2 separate regions of the Mus musculus genome follow, and region 1 is linked to region 2. Evidence: chromatin contacts called from public Hi-C data. All regions are on one chromosome and are shown on one strand. The core of a region is the stretch at or near the end of the contact, and the rest is flanking DNA. Distances in the headings are between cores, read along the strand shown. Region 1 has its middle 24 kb from the start of Gm40057. Region 2 holds the start of 1700007F19Rik (RIKEN cDNA 1700007F19 gene).

The links. A called contact is a pair of places that touch in the nucleus more often than the background predicts.
Region 1: a contact with region 2 is called in a Hi-C map of liver, with 4 times the contacts expected there. The contact joins the enhancer-like site here to the promoter of 1700007F19Rik in region 2. A contact is called at or near these places in 12 of 484 Hi-C or Micro-C datasets (the AML12 cell line, the HL-1 cell line, Sertoli cells and 6 more).

The regions. Positions count from the first base shown.
Region 1 is chr3:58,232,503-58,239,150 of GRCm38.p6, forward strand. No RefSeq gene overlaps it. Among named protein-coding and RNA genes, the nearest start is that of Gm40057, 24 kb to the left of the region's middle. Within about 2 kb of position 2,514, at least 18 of the 459 cell types and tissues checked have an H3K27ac peak or open chromatin away from gene starts, as enhancers often do. A contact at or near this core is called in the AML12 cell line, the HL-1 cell line, liver and 1 more, where this site is marked.
Region 2 is chr3:58,161,217-58,168,263 of GRCm38.p6, forward strand. 1700007F19Rik (RIKEN cDNA 1700007F19 gene) reads right to left here and starts at 2,591. Exons shown (of 6, transcript NR_040538.1): 1 at 2,546-2,591; 2 at 2,291-2,337; 3 at 1,130-1,250. Gm40056 (a long non-coding RNA gene) reads left to right here. Exons shown (of 6, transcript XR_003954487.1): 5 at 1,023-3,040; 6 at 5,061-5,846.

The DNA of each region.
Region 1 (6,648 bases), core at 1,264-3,763, 71 kb after region 2:
TGTCTGACACGGTGAGGGACTGTCTCAAAAACTAGAACACAGACAAACAATCACCCTAAAATATTCACTTTTGCCTGAGTTTAACCAGCTTGCCAACTGAATTTCATCTGGAAGCCATAGATAGCTAGGAGGTTATCGTGAAAGTTAGTTCCAATTCAAGGAAGGAGCTGAGGGCAGCATGAATGTTGTAGGTCATAGGTTTTTCTTTACATCTTTGTGGTTTTGTCCAGGCTGTGAGTCTAAAAAACACAGAACAGATTGATTCTTTGTATAATATACAGTATTTTACATACATTTAGTCATTTACATTCAAGATTTTAAGAATTATATATGTCCCTAAATAAAAAAATAATATTTTTCCTGAAGTTTGATAGCTTTTAAAGAACTATATATCCCAATAAGAACCCAAGATTGTGCTTATCTGTATCATGTGAATTTGCTTCTCAGAAAATGAATGCGGCCGGAGAGGCAGCTCAGTAGGGAAGACCACTTGCTCCCAAACCATAAGGCTCAGAGTTCAAATCACAGCATGTACAGAATACACAGGGCATCCTGCAAGCTCTGAAAAGCAAGAGACAGGAGGCTTGCTGTGGCTTGCTGGATATGAGCCTGGCTGAGATTTGAGCCCTGGCTTCAGAGAAAGGCCCCACCTCAAAGAAATAGGTGGAGATTAATAAAGGAACAAACACAATGCACCCTTCTGCCCATTTATGTGCACAGGTGCACATACTATCATACACACATGTGTGCTTCCACTTACACAGATATATACATGCTCATGCATACCATATGTCCACGTGCTCTTGCACACACACACACACACACATAAATAAAACTAAGTGTTTTTTTAAGTAGAAGACAAAATGAATGTGGTATTATAGAAACAATCCTTTTTGAAGTTTCCAGCAAAGCTTCACTGAGTTATGCTGAATACTGCGAATCATGTGGCCTCTCAAAACCCCATGAGCCCAAGTTGTTAATGCTACAAAAATTAGCCTTGAAAAAGCATCTGATGCCCAGATGCTTCTAATTAGCATACAAAAAGCATGTGAACCAGCTCTCATCAGCACCAACAAACATTTGCTAGGCTGGTCATATAGATGACACATAAAAAATACAAAGGCATTAAATGTCTAAAACTGAATGCTACCTCAGGATGACCCTTGGAGTCTTCTTTTTTTTTAAGATTTATTTATTTATTTTATGTATATGAGTATACTATAGCTGTACTGTGAGCCTTCATGTGGTTGTTGGGAATTGTATTTAAGACCTCTGCTCGCTCCAGTCAACCCCGCTCGCTCTGGTCAACTCTGACCCCTCAGTCCCTGCTCGCTCTGTCCCAAAGATGTATTTATTATTGTACATAAGTACACTGAAACTGCTTCAGACGCACCAGAAGAGGGCGTCAGATCCCATTACAGGTGGTTGTGAGCCACCACGTGGTTGCTGGGATTTGAACTCAGGACCTTGAGAAAAGCAATCAGTGCTCTTAACCCCTGAGCCATCTTGCCAGCCTGGCCCTTGGATTCTTAAAGCTAACTTTTAAATCCATAGCTTTTTAATAAACAGCCAACTTCAAATTACAATAAAGTGATTAGGAAAATATTACTGTTTTTCTTTTGACCATTTCTGGAGTACATTTTACATAGAACAAGTTTAAATCGTAATAAGTTTAAAGCATTAAAAATTAGGATACTTTAGTAGAATTGGTTTCTCCTGAAACCCTTTGGGCCATTCTATCTCACACAGATTGTTGTCGTGGTCAATTGCATTAGTGATTAAAATGTTGATTGAGGCCTTTTCACTGAACATTTTCCTACCTCTCTAGAAATGCCAGAGTAATCTAATCTTCTTACAACTCTTGGAACAGGAGACAAACAATGATACATCTCTTCCTTATTCTTCTTTATGTATATGAGTTAGGACCTGACAATTCAAATATACATATATATATGTATGTACATATATACACACACACATATATATACACATGTGTGTGTATATATGTGTATGTGTGAGTGAGTGTGTATATATGTGTGTGTATATATATGTATGTGTATGTATTATATGTGTGTATATGCATATGTATATGTATATACACACATATATATATCTTAATGGGAATTAAGCAGTGTATACATACATATACATTATGGGCATACACATATATATATAATGTGTATACATATATGTGCATACACACACATCTCACACACACACACACATATATATATATATATATATATATATATATATATATATATATATATTGCCACATTATCTTAAGACTATCCAGACATAAGTGTTTGCAAATTGTGGGTAGGAGATTGTGCTAAATTTGTGAAAAAAAATGCCTATGTTGTTGACAGTAGGGTTCATATGCTAAACTTATGGAGATGGTCCAAGAGTAAGCAACAGGGCAAACAGGAACTTTGGAAAGCTGTAAGTCACAAATGACCAGCAGTTGTTGTGTGCTTGGATGAGTTGCCACATCATTGGGTAATAGTAAATGAGTACACCATGGTTTCTCCATTTCCTAGCACATCATGGCCACATACATCACACTAACATGCTTGCCCGCCTTCAACAGAGTCAACATCAACATGACATCACCCACAGCTAATCAACACACAGCCACGATGCCAGGGGACTTGTTGAGAGAACCCTTTTACGCACAAGTGGCATGGTGTGTACGCAATAGGTTTGATAAGCTGCCACCATACATACCCAGGAGGTCTGAGCTGTATTTATAAAATAGCACCCATGGCTGCCTCAAAAACTGTGCCAGGTTCCCAAGAACATCACATGCCACAAGAGAAGCCACAGTGGTGATGGACAAAAGGTGGCTAGGGACAACCTTTGTTCACCATCCCATCACATGGCTCTATAATAAATATTAGTCACCCAGTGTACACATAGGATGTGGCAAAGCTCCCTGAAAGGACAAATCCCGCTGCCAGAGGTCAGAGTACAATCACGGTTCCAGGCAGATAGATCCCTAATCAGATTTATTGTCTTTACTTAGAAGAGCTACACTTTTCCCATTAAGCAGATGCTATGTGGGGAGAGCAGATTAAACCTTTATTATAGAGGCCTTCTCTTCCTCTTTTCCTTCTGACCCTCAAACAGTTGTGGTCCTCTTATTTTAATTAAAGCAGCTTTGTGTTTTAAAGTTTTGGTCTCTTATCTAGCCCTAAGTCAATACAAATAATTTCAAGTGATCTTCCCATTTAGGCCCACTGACTAGAGGCACTACAGAAGCAAGCGGCATGGCTACCTGGGGCACAGGCCCATCTTTTCAGACTCTCTCACTTCTGGTCTTCATGCAATGACACTCTTCTCTCAATGCCTGGCTGTGGATTTTTCAGCAGGCCTCGTCAGAGTAGTAGCCCTTCCATATGCACTACAGGGTCTACACACAACGTGACAGCTTGTACTACCTAAAAATACAAATATTCTGCACTTTGGAGTTTGTTTCTCCAGCACAATAGCCTATCTTCTTGAAAATTATCTGCACTAGGCTGTTAGAGAGGTAGTTCAGCAGTTAAGAGCACATGTTGTGAGAGCCAGAGTTCAGCTCCCAGCATTCACACCAGGCAACTCCAGCTCCAGGAGATAAAATATCTCTGGCCTCCATAGCCCCTTAGTATGTACACACACACACACACACACACACACACTTAAATATATTTTTAAAGAAAGAAAGTCTCTATATTATAGGAAAGTTCACACTGTGCCTCCTCTTATTCAAGGAGAAAGTTAAGACTGATAGAAACAATTGGCAGTAATCTAGGCATGTTGAGGTAAAAATTACACAGCATTTACACACAGAAAATCTTCTGAATGTCTCTGCAAACAGAGTGCCCATTTTATAGATTCTGTGTGTGCAGACAGAATGCGGCCTGAGCCACCTCAGGTCCCTTCTCTATTATGTTTCCTTTATAAAAGGATTGACAGATCACAGACATTTTGGGTCATGTCTTGGGACCCTAGTGGCTGGAGTAAGACTGTTTCTAAGTCCCAATCCCATCCATCATTCCAACCACATACTTCATGCTTGTTCTGTTCCTCCTGATTGAAGCAACACGAGCATCAGGAGACCTTGCTGGACATGTGAATTCTTATGATGTATATATAAATAAAAATATCAATATGAACACAAAAAAGTCTCTTGATTACACAGTAGCAGTAACAAAACTCAAGTCTACCAAATGCCTGCATCTGAGACTACTTCTTAACTAGAAGTCTCAAACAAGGCTGAGAAGTGTCAGAGAGCTTTTGGCATGCCATGGCCAAATGCATTTTACCGAGCCTCAGTGTCCAAGCTAGCTATCTGCTAGTGCCTTTTCCTGCTACTGCAACAACTTACCCTACAGAAACAACTTAAGGAGGGATTTATTTGGGCTCTTAGTTTAAAAGGGATACGGTTCATCGTGGTGATGAAGGCACAGATAGTAGCGGCCCACAGATGTGTCTTCTGGAGCTTGAGGTGACTTTCTCCTACCTTGGCACACCAGGAGGAAGCAGGGCTATGTTATAAACCTCACAGCCCCCAACAACCCATTTCCTCTGTCTAGAATCCCTTAAAGTTTTACGACCCTTTTCGACAGTCCGGTCTAAGAGCTCAGCCACGGGCCGGGCGGTCAGAGACACCCCTCATCCACACCATCACTGTTAGCGATTTCGTTTTCCATCCGTCTACTCTCTGTGAATCTACACCTGCTTTGCCAATGTCCCTCTGTTAATAAGAAAATGGATGTGGTGCCTCAGCCCAGACTGGCAGTCAGAACCAATGCTGAGATCCTGAGGTCCACAGGCCCAGAGCTCCACTCCAAGCCTCCACCTTCGAGCGCCCTGCTTTGCAACCCTAGACATCCATTCTGACACTAGGTATTCTGAGTTCAGTGGAGGAGGAAGGGGACTTTTTTCTCAAGCATCAAGCACTGTGGCTTGATCACACAGCTTCTAAACTTTCCTGTTCTTCCTCTAGTCCCAGAAGAAACAGTGCCTGAGAGTTAGAGAAATAACACCAGGCAACAGCCCTTCCTGCTGTGGTCAGTTCCAGTCAGTTGTACTTCCTAACATTTTTAAGACTGTTTAAAAGAGTGCTCTAAAATCTTCCTCAACGTTGTCAAAAGAGACGTTCTGGAAAGACTCCAGAAAATAGTCTTCTAGGGCTAGGAAAGGAAGCAGAGCACACGATTGTTTTGTATTTACAACTCCTTCCTGATGTACCATACAGAATGTACCATATAGAATGTGATTTTTCTTAGCTCTGTTTTGCTTGCTGAGATGTAGTCAGGAGAATTACTGAAGACCGAACATCGCTCTGAAAAGTGTTCAGTCATGGGAGCCAAGAAAGCACTTCCTAGAGATGATGACTTTTCTGAAGTGAAAATTAAACTTCTCAGAGAGAAATTTCTCCCAACAATAATGATGCAGACTCTTATGTGTCCTCAGTCTGTTGGGTTTCCATACCCCTACATGCTCTTCCTACCCTTATCCTATAACTCCATGATTATGGAAGGTCTGGACCCAGCATCTCTCTCTCTCTCCTCTGTTAAAATGTCTCCTCAGGGACCACTGTAAACAGAGAAAATGGGGTCAAATTACAAAATACTGAAAGCAGTAAAGATTATACTTCTTTTAAATTTTTTGAAAAAGTCTTCTAATAGGCTACTTTCAGAACTATTAATTTTTAATATTCCACCCATGGAAGCTCTCTTCAAAAGAACCATTGCAAAGCCAGACATAATGCCCAAATCCCAGAACTCAGGCAGGAGGACTGCCAGGCCAGCCTTGGCTAGATAGCAAGATCCTGTTTAAAAAATAAACAAGCAAAAAATCCAAGTATCTGACTAAATAAGTCAGGAGATTCTTGGTCATGGCCTTTAGCTTTCCCAGTAGAAAACAAGGTAAATCTTCAGAGATTTAAAAAGCCATCATTCTTATCCAGTACCTTCAGTGCACAGATAACAAGCCTCAGGCCCAAAGGGAATCCTCTTATGTAACACTCCCAGTGAAAGAATGATAAAAGTTTAATGTCTCTGAGACCTGTCTTTACTGTCCCTAGATCTGTGGTTGACTCTTGGAGGGCCTATAATAAATCTTAACCCAGCACTTTATCCTACAGTGGTAATGAGTGATACCATCTTTACACACTCCTCCTCTTAAGAGGATTTACTTTTATTCAGACAGGATTTTGGTTCTGCCTTAAATTGGGTTTCTGTTACTTTGATAAAATGGGCAGAAATTGTTTTAGCTCAAGTTATTGTCCGTCTTTGCATGGAAGTAACAGGAATGGAAGCTGGAGAAGGCCAGTGACATGCACAGCCAAAAGAGGAAGGAGGAAATCAGTGCGCCCATACTTATGCCCACCTCTACTTCTCCACTCTTAACCAATTCAGGACCTCTGCCTAGGGAATGGTACCACCCTAAGTGGGCAGGTCTTACTATCTCAATTAGCAATCAAGGTAACACTCTACAGATATGGCTACAAGCTAACCTAATGGACAGAATCTCCCACTGAAATTTTCTTCCCAGGTGATTCTGGATTGTGTCAAATCGACAATCAAAACTACCCACCACAGGTTCCTTAAATCATAGAACAAACACATAGCTATTAATAGACTTACTTGTTATAATGAT
Region 2 (7,047 bases), core at 1,341-3,840:
GATGCTAATTGCAACAAAAACTCCCAAACCGACTGAGACTAAGAGGACAAGGCCAGAGGTGGCAGGTTTCTGCCGCAGAATTTAACCTCTGTCATCTCCTGCAGCCAGAAACAAGGTTGTGAAGAAAATCCAGTCCACAGCCAGAGTAATAAAGGCAGTTGAGTTTACACCCTGATACTCCTATTGTGGGGATATAAAAGTTCTGATAAAGAGTGGAACCTGAGGCACAGGATAGGAACCCAAGATGGTACTCTAAAGTATGTTGGTCCTGTAGACACCTACAAACCTCTAGTAACATAAGTGTCCTGTCCCCTAAAACAAATACCTACTTCCTAGGGAATGTTCAATATGCTGGAAATTGGCTCCTTTCCAGTGATTATGGCCACATGTCAGTAGAGCTCAGAAAGAGAAGTAGTCCTCAGGGAGGACGGAGATTTGCCAGAAAACTGAGCCACGGTTGTGTTCCTAGGACAATACTATCTGCAGGGGATGGTGTGATGGATCCTGGTTTATTGCCAACGTATGGTACTGTTCTGTAACACCAAAGGCCAAGTGGTGGCTCTGAACCAGAGGTAAGGTGGGAGTCAATGTCACAAAACCGAGCAAGACAGAAAAAGAAGCCAATGCATCCCACCTGCAGGGACCTTTGAATGATGCCTGCCTGAGAGGCCACACACGTGGCTCATGGGATGTGGAAGGTGGAGCCCAGCGCTTCACACATTCTGACAAGTCCAATACCAGGGCCTATATCCCTGGCCCTCATTCCCGGAATTCTGTAATGAGGAAAGGATATTTATTACCTACATCTTGACATCTGTGGGCTGATGTCATTATCAGCTTCCAGTTATCATTATCAGCTTCCAGCATAATCATTTACATACTCAGTTACGCAGGATAATTTTTAGTGACAAATAGCACAGACCCAGTTGACAATAATTTGTGCTAGCTGACCCCGCCCTGGCAGACTCTGAGGAAGACGTGACGGTTTCATCCTCTTACAACTGCTCTGCTTTCTCTCACAGCTCTACATCTCCTGACAATTGCAATCTCACTTTCCCTGACTCCATACTTCACCTTCCTGTCTGTCCCCAGCACAGCCGGACCTTACCCTCCACCCTTGTCCGCTTACCTCAGTGTCTCTATGGTCAGAACAGCCAACCACAACAAGGCTTCCACTGGCAGGAAACAGTCTTCACACTCTTGGGATTTCCTATTATGTGATGTGCAACCTTTTCCAGAAACAATCGAACCTAAAAATAGAAACCGCCTGGATCCACCTTCATCTCAATACAATGACTCCGTGGCCGCTGTAACTGGCCTTGAAGCAGTGCCAGGCACTTTGAAATCCCGAGGCTCATCGGTGTGAATGAAGGAAGCGCTTCCAGGGACTCCCAAGCGAGGGGAGGCTGCTGTTTACTTATTCCCTAGTCTTTGTTATTTTGTTGGCCTTTGCCAGGAAAGCCTGGGTAGGAGGAAGGAAAGCAAGAAGGGGATCAGAGGGGTGCAGGAGATTAGCAAGCAGAATTGGTGACCCTGGGGGAAGAGACTAATTCCCAGAGGAATTAGGTGAGTTTTTGAAGGATGGGGTTGAACTGGAGAAGAGAGGGAAAGAGAAGCAGGTTGAAACTGGATTTTCAGCGGCCCACGTAGTTGGAGTGACTGGGCCTTCACAGCTGGATCATGGCTTCTGGAAATGGAGCAGGGAGGAGAATCAGTCCGTCTTCAAGTCACTACCAGGGTCAGCAGTTACTGTTTCTCTCTCACCATCCCCTGAGAAGTTCCCATTCTCTTCTGTGTGGAGGAGGAGACAGAGGAAGGGACAAAAACCTGGAGAGGGCAGAAGCACCTGCCCACCCATGTGAGACAAGACAAAAAGCAGAAGTTAATCAGCGTGCACCGGCCCCTCCATAAAGATCCCACCCCACTGGAGTGTGTGACCAACCTGGGAGAGAAACTGGGAGTTCTCAACAATGATGCTAAGAGCCATGACCTTGAAATTCAAAAGCAAATAGAGAAGAGATGAAGACCCAGGAGACCCGAGCTTGAAGTTATCCCAGGAGAAACAAGCTGAATATAAGGTCTTCCCAGACTCAGCTCAGAGTCAAACAGCCTGTCTTCTAACCCCATTTCCTCCCATCACCAGCTGGGAGACTTGGAAGTCGTCTTTCCTTTCCCTGAGCGGATACCCATTTCATTAGGTTCATTAGGTGAGGGTGACATGAGGTGGGAGCAAACAGCTCTATCTCCATACACCCCGTTAAGGGGCTTTGTGGGCAGAACCAAGACTCACCCAGAAAGATGTGGTCGGTAGAAAATAGCTTTTACACGAATCTAGGCCTGGATGGAGAAAGAAGACATGTTAAAAAACAAACAAACAGACAAACAAAAAAACAAAACAAAAAACCCAAACAAACAAAAACAACTGGCAACAGGGAAGGAGCCTGGTGCTTGTATACACGGTGCCTGGGGTACTCAAGAGGACGTGGGAAAGTTCTCCCCGTACAAGCATCCAGCAAATACAGGGAGATCAATAAAACCAAATTACCACCGTTTTGCAGCCTCCAAAGAAACAATGAAAGTTAACAGTGACCGTTATATCAGTTACTAATTTACTGCCTTTAAACCCTAAGTCCACCGTTTCAGTGCTCTGGGGTCATTCATTGAAGGAATTCGAAACACTTCTCCTTCCCAACGCGCATGATTTGACGCTTCATCAGTAGAGGGCGCTAAAGAGACACTACAGGAACAAGGGGCTTTTCACTTGGTTTTACTCCTGGTGTCTGACCTCCAGCAGTGCACATGTAGGCTCATCAGCCAGGCCATGTGCCATCAAGATCGCTACAGTGTACAGTCCTTCTCCCGGATCCTCTGCCTGGACTCAGAGACCCCTTGCCTTCACCCTTGTAACGTACCAGTTTTACACAGACCTCCTGACCACTTTCCATCTACAGCTGGCTGACAAGGCAGCAGGACTTTGTTTCTTAAAGCCCTCCAAGTGTGAATGCTTCACACGAGTCCTTACACTTCCTATTTGTGTATGGTAGGTAAACAGCCATAGCCTCAGCTCGCCTGTACCTTTTGCATCCTTCCCTTCTTGCATGGCAAGTATGAACATGCACCTACCAGATAGCCTAGTGTCCCCAGCTACTGGCTATTGTGCCTCACTCAAGCTTTTGCCTTCAACAATGTCAAAAGTCCGGCCTTAGGGAGAGCCCCTATTTCAGGGTTGTTTTTCTTTGCTATTCTCCCTCAGATATAGGGTGCCCTTCAGAAGCAACTTTACACCTCCACAGCTATTATTTTAATAATTCTGTATATTAAACTTCCGTTATTTTAAATTACTATATAATTTTCTGTTTCCCAAAGTAGGCCCAATGACATGGGTGGGGGGTGCGTGGTAACGTCATGGAGAGACAGGAAAATCATGTGGCCTTGCTGGAGGTCTAAAACATAGCAGTTCAAGTGTTCTGGACAAAATATCAAGCCTGATTCTTGTCCAGCCTTGGATCTGACCAAACGTTTGAGAGGAAAGGAACGCGTTAAATGACACCATCAGATACAGCCACCAGATCAAGGCTCAAGAAAACCTCATGAGAAGAACAATCAGAATTCTCCAGTGTGACAGAGGAGAGAATCTGCCTGCCATCTGTCTGTCTGTCCATCCATCTATTCATCTATCTACCCATCATTCGTCTGTCTATGGCTTTTTATCCAATTAGAATTAAAGACTCCATTGCACACTGATTCTGGTAAAAAAAAAATGGAGGCAAATGAATTTAACTGTCTGGATATTTGATAATATTAATTATCTTTTTTAAAAAAAATAAGAGTTAATGAAGGAAATATTTGTTGATATTATAAAAATTCTTTTTATGTTTATGTGTGAATGGTACATGGGAATTTTCTTCAAAATAATAGTTGTATGAGATACAAGTGGATGGGAGTCTGTACTGTCCAGGACTCAATAATACTGAAGCTAAGTGATGAATACATGTGTTATTAAGACCATTTTTTTTTCCACTTGAGGTAGAGTCTTACTGTATAATCCAAGCTGGCTCCCTGTGTGGCCCAATCTACGTCAGTCTTCTGAGCACTAGAATTTTATAGGTACCACCATTTTTAGCGTCATTTTTTAAAAAAAGTCTGCAAACTGTTAGAGAAAAGGCAACATAACTGAAACATGAACATAGGGTAAAGAGAAGCAACGAGAAAAGTCTACATGCCCCAACACGCGTAAAATCACCCATTCAACAGCAGAATATCCGTGGGAGCATGGTTGTTACCACTGGTGCTACCACACCGGACAATCCAGCGGTATACATTTTCAAAATCTCTGTAAATCCAATTGTTCTCGTTCCAGTTATCTACCATGGAGAAATTGTCACATACGTCAGCTAAAACACGTGTTTATTCCAGCAATTTGTAGAGTAACCAAACCCTGGAAGCAAAGCAAACATAGCCAGTGGAGAAGGGCCGAACAAGACCTGGGGAGCCCACACTGGGTCCTCAGAAAGAGTTAAAAGGGGAGATTACGTGGGCCACTGTGGCAGAGATCCAGACTACCGCTCACAGAGCAGGGTGTCGCATTTAATCTGTGTGTTGATCTTTTCATGAAAGTATATTCATATCGCTTGTAAATACATAGCAGGCAGGGGAGGCCCCCAGCTCTATAGCCTGAGCAGCTGAGTTTTGCAAACCTTTAGTCACAGGGCATCTGACAAAAAGCAGGTCCCTGGGTGCAGTGAGGCATGAATGCAGCAAACTGGGCTCATCCTTAGAGGGCGGCTCAGCACCAGGGCCTGTCCTGCCTGACTCCGGCCTCTTTAGTATACACCTAAGACTACATTTTGAGAGGCAGAAAACTCGGCCTTTTCCCTCTTCCAAAAGGTTTCTTCAACTATGCCTTGTTATGTGATCTTAGAAACCAGCTTACTTGGGTGCTTATTTGAGTGTTCAAAAAGCTAAGACAGTTGGTGGCCCATAATGCCCAGAATAGTTGACATCTTCTTAAGCTCAGTACTGAGGACAGCGTATTAACTACTTATCCATTGCTGCCTCAGGTCACGGGACAAGTCAAGAGAAGAAATTTTACTTTGATTCATCGTTAAAGAGAGACTTGAATCCATCACTACAAGGGGAATGCACGGGCAGCTCTTCACCTGACCATTGTCCAGGAAGCAGAGTTCAGGACTAGAGCCACAAGAGGATATAAATTTCACGGGCCTGCCCCTGGTGGCCCATCTAGTCTAGCATCTCCTCAGGAGTCTACAGCCTTCAAAGCAGCCCCCACAAACTGGGGAATCAAGTGTTTAAAACATGAGAACTAAGAATGCCATTGAGATTCAGAGCAAAACAGACAAAAGACTAAGCCCAGGAAAACGATTAAGGCTTGAGAATTGTGTGTGAGAACAGCATCCAAGTCAGGAGGCCTGCAAAGCTGCTTTGTAGCCATACACAAGTGACTGGCAACTGCTGACAAGCCACCACAGACAGGATCAAGAGCATGAGTTACTCCAGGCTTTGGGCTTTGGGAGGCAGCATTTATGGGGGAGGGGGTGTGTGGTGAGGGTTAGGGGAAGGGTTCCCTGTTCTACATCAGTTGATCATGTCAACCACGGTCATGGTGCTGAAGGACCTGCTAAATCTGGCCTTGTTCCTGCCTTGGCAGGCTGCCAGGCATAGCCAGGATGATGGAGGGGTGTTTTTACAAGTGTCAAACCCCAGGAACATTGTCTTCATCCTGTCTGATAAAGCCCAGAGTCCGACAAGCATCAGGGAAAAACACAGGTTCTAGTTCCATTCCAACCCCTGCAGGCCTGCTCACTAAAAACTTCTGACAATGTCAACTTAATAGTTGTAATTTCTCAGCCTTTATGTTTGAGAAACCATTCAGGGATGTAGTTTTCACTTTGAGTAGTTTTTTTTTTTTTTATTCCCAGATTTCCTTTCCTCAAGCAGCGTGAGAAAGAAAAGCAAGGTACAAGCAGCTAGAAGCCAGACACCAAGAAAGAGGTGATGGCTGCTCCATCAAGGGAAACAGGGGGTTACTGTGGGCTCCTGGTGGTGGCCTGGAGGGCTAACACTGAAGTCAGGGACAAGGGCATTGTGATCTGTAAGTGACTCCTGCCTCCATGGGGAGGGAGGGACAGAGAATGTGGTGGTATTCCTCATGCACCCAATTATGGTGCTTATCTTCCACTGGTCAGGAACTCACGAATCAAATGCAAAATAGGGGCATGCACATCGTGAAGTTTCTTTGGAAAAAATTCAGGAAGTTGGTTCATTTGGGGACATTATTAACAAATAAGAGCAGGTAAATTTTACAGAATTTAAAACATTGAAGCAAATTAGATATTTTCCTGTGCAATAAGTTTAAAGGAAAAAAAAAGACTTAAAAAAATCAGCTATGTTCCTAGCACTTAAATTCAACTTTGTGGTTTAGTTTTGGATTTTGAGATAGGGTTTCACTATTGTGGTGGTTTGAATAAAAATGGCCCCCATAGACGCACAGAGTTGAATGTTTGGTCCTCAGGGAGTGGGAGTACTAGGAGGTGTGGCCTTGTTGGAGTGGGTGTGGCTTTTTAGAGGACCTGTGTCAATGGGGATGCACTTTGAGGTTTCAGATACTCAAGGCAAGCCCATTGTCTCTCTCTTCCTGCTGCCGGCCAATCAAGATGTAGAACTCTGGGCTCCTTCTCCAGCACCATGTCTGCCTGCATGCCACCATCCACCCCACTGTGATGACAACAGACTAAACCTCTAAACATAAGCCAACTCCAAGTGAGTGCTTTCCATTATGAGAGTTGCCATGGTCATGGTGTCTTTTCACAGCAACAGAACTTTGACTAAGACAACATATAACCTATGCTGGCCTTGAACTCACAATAATTGTCCTCCCTCAGCCTCCCCAGTGCTGGGGTTACAAGGCTTGGTCACTCACTATATCTGGCTGCAGCTTAAACAGTCAACACTCTGCTTTACTTAATTGATATGAGAACATGATGTTTTCTTTAATAAGTAATAGATTCCTTTTTAATGCTTTTATTT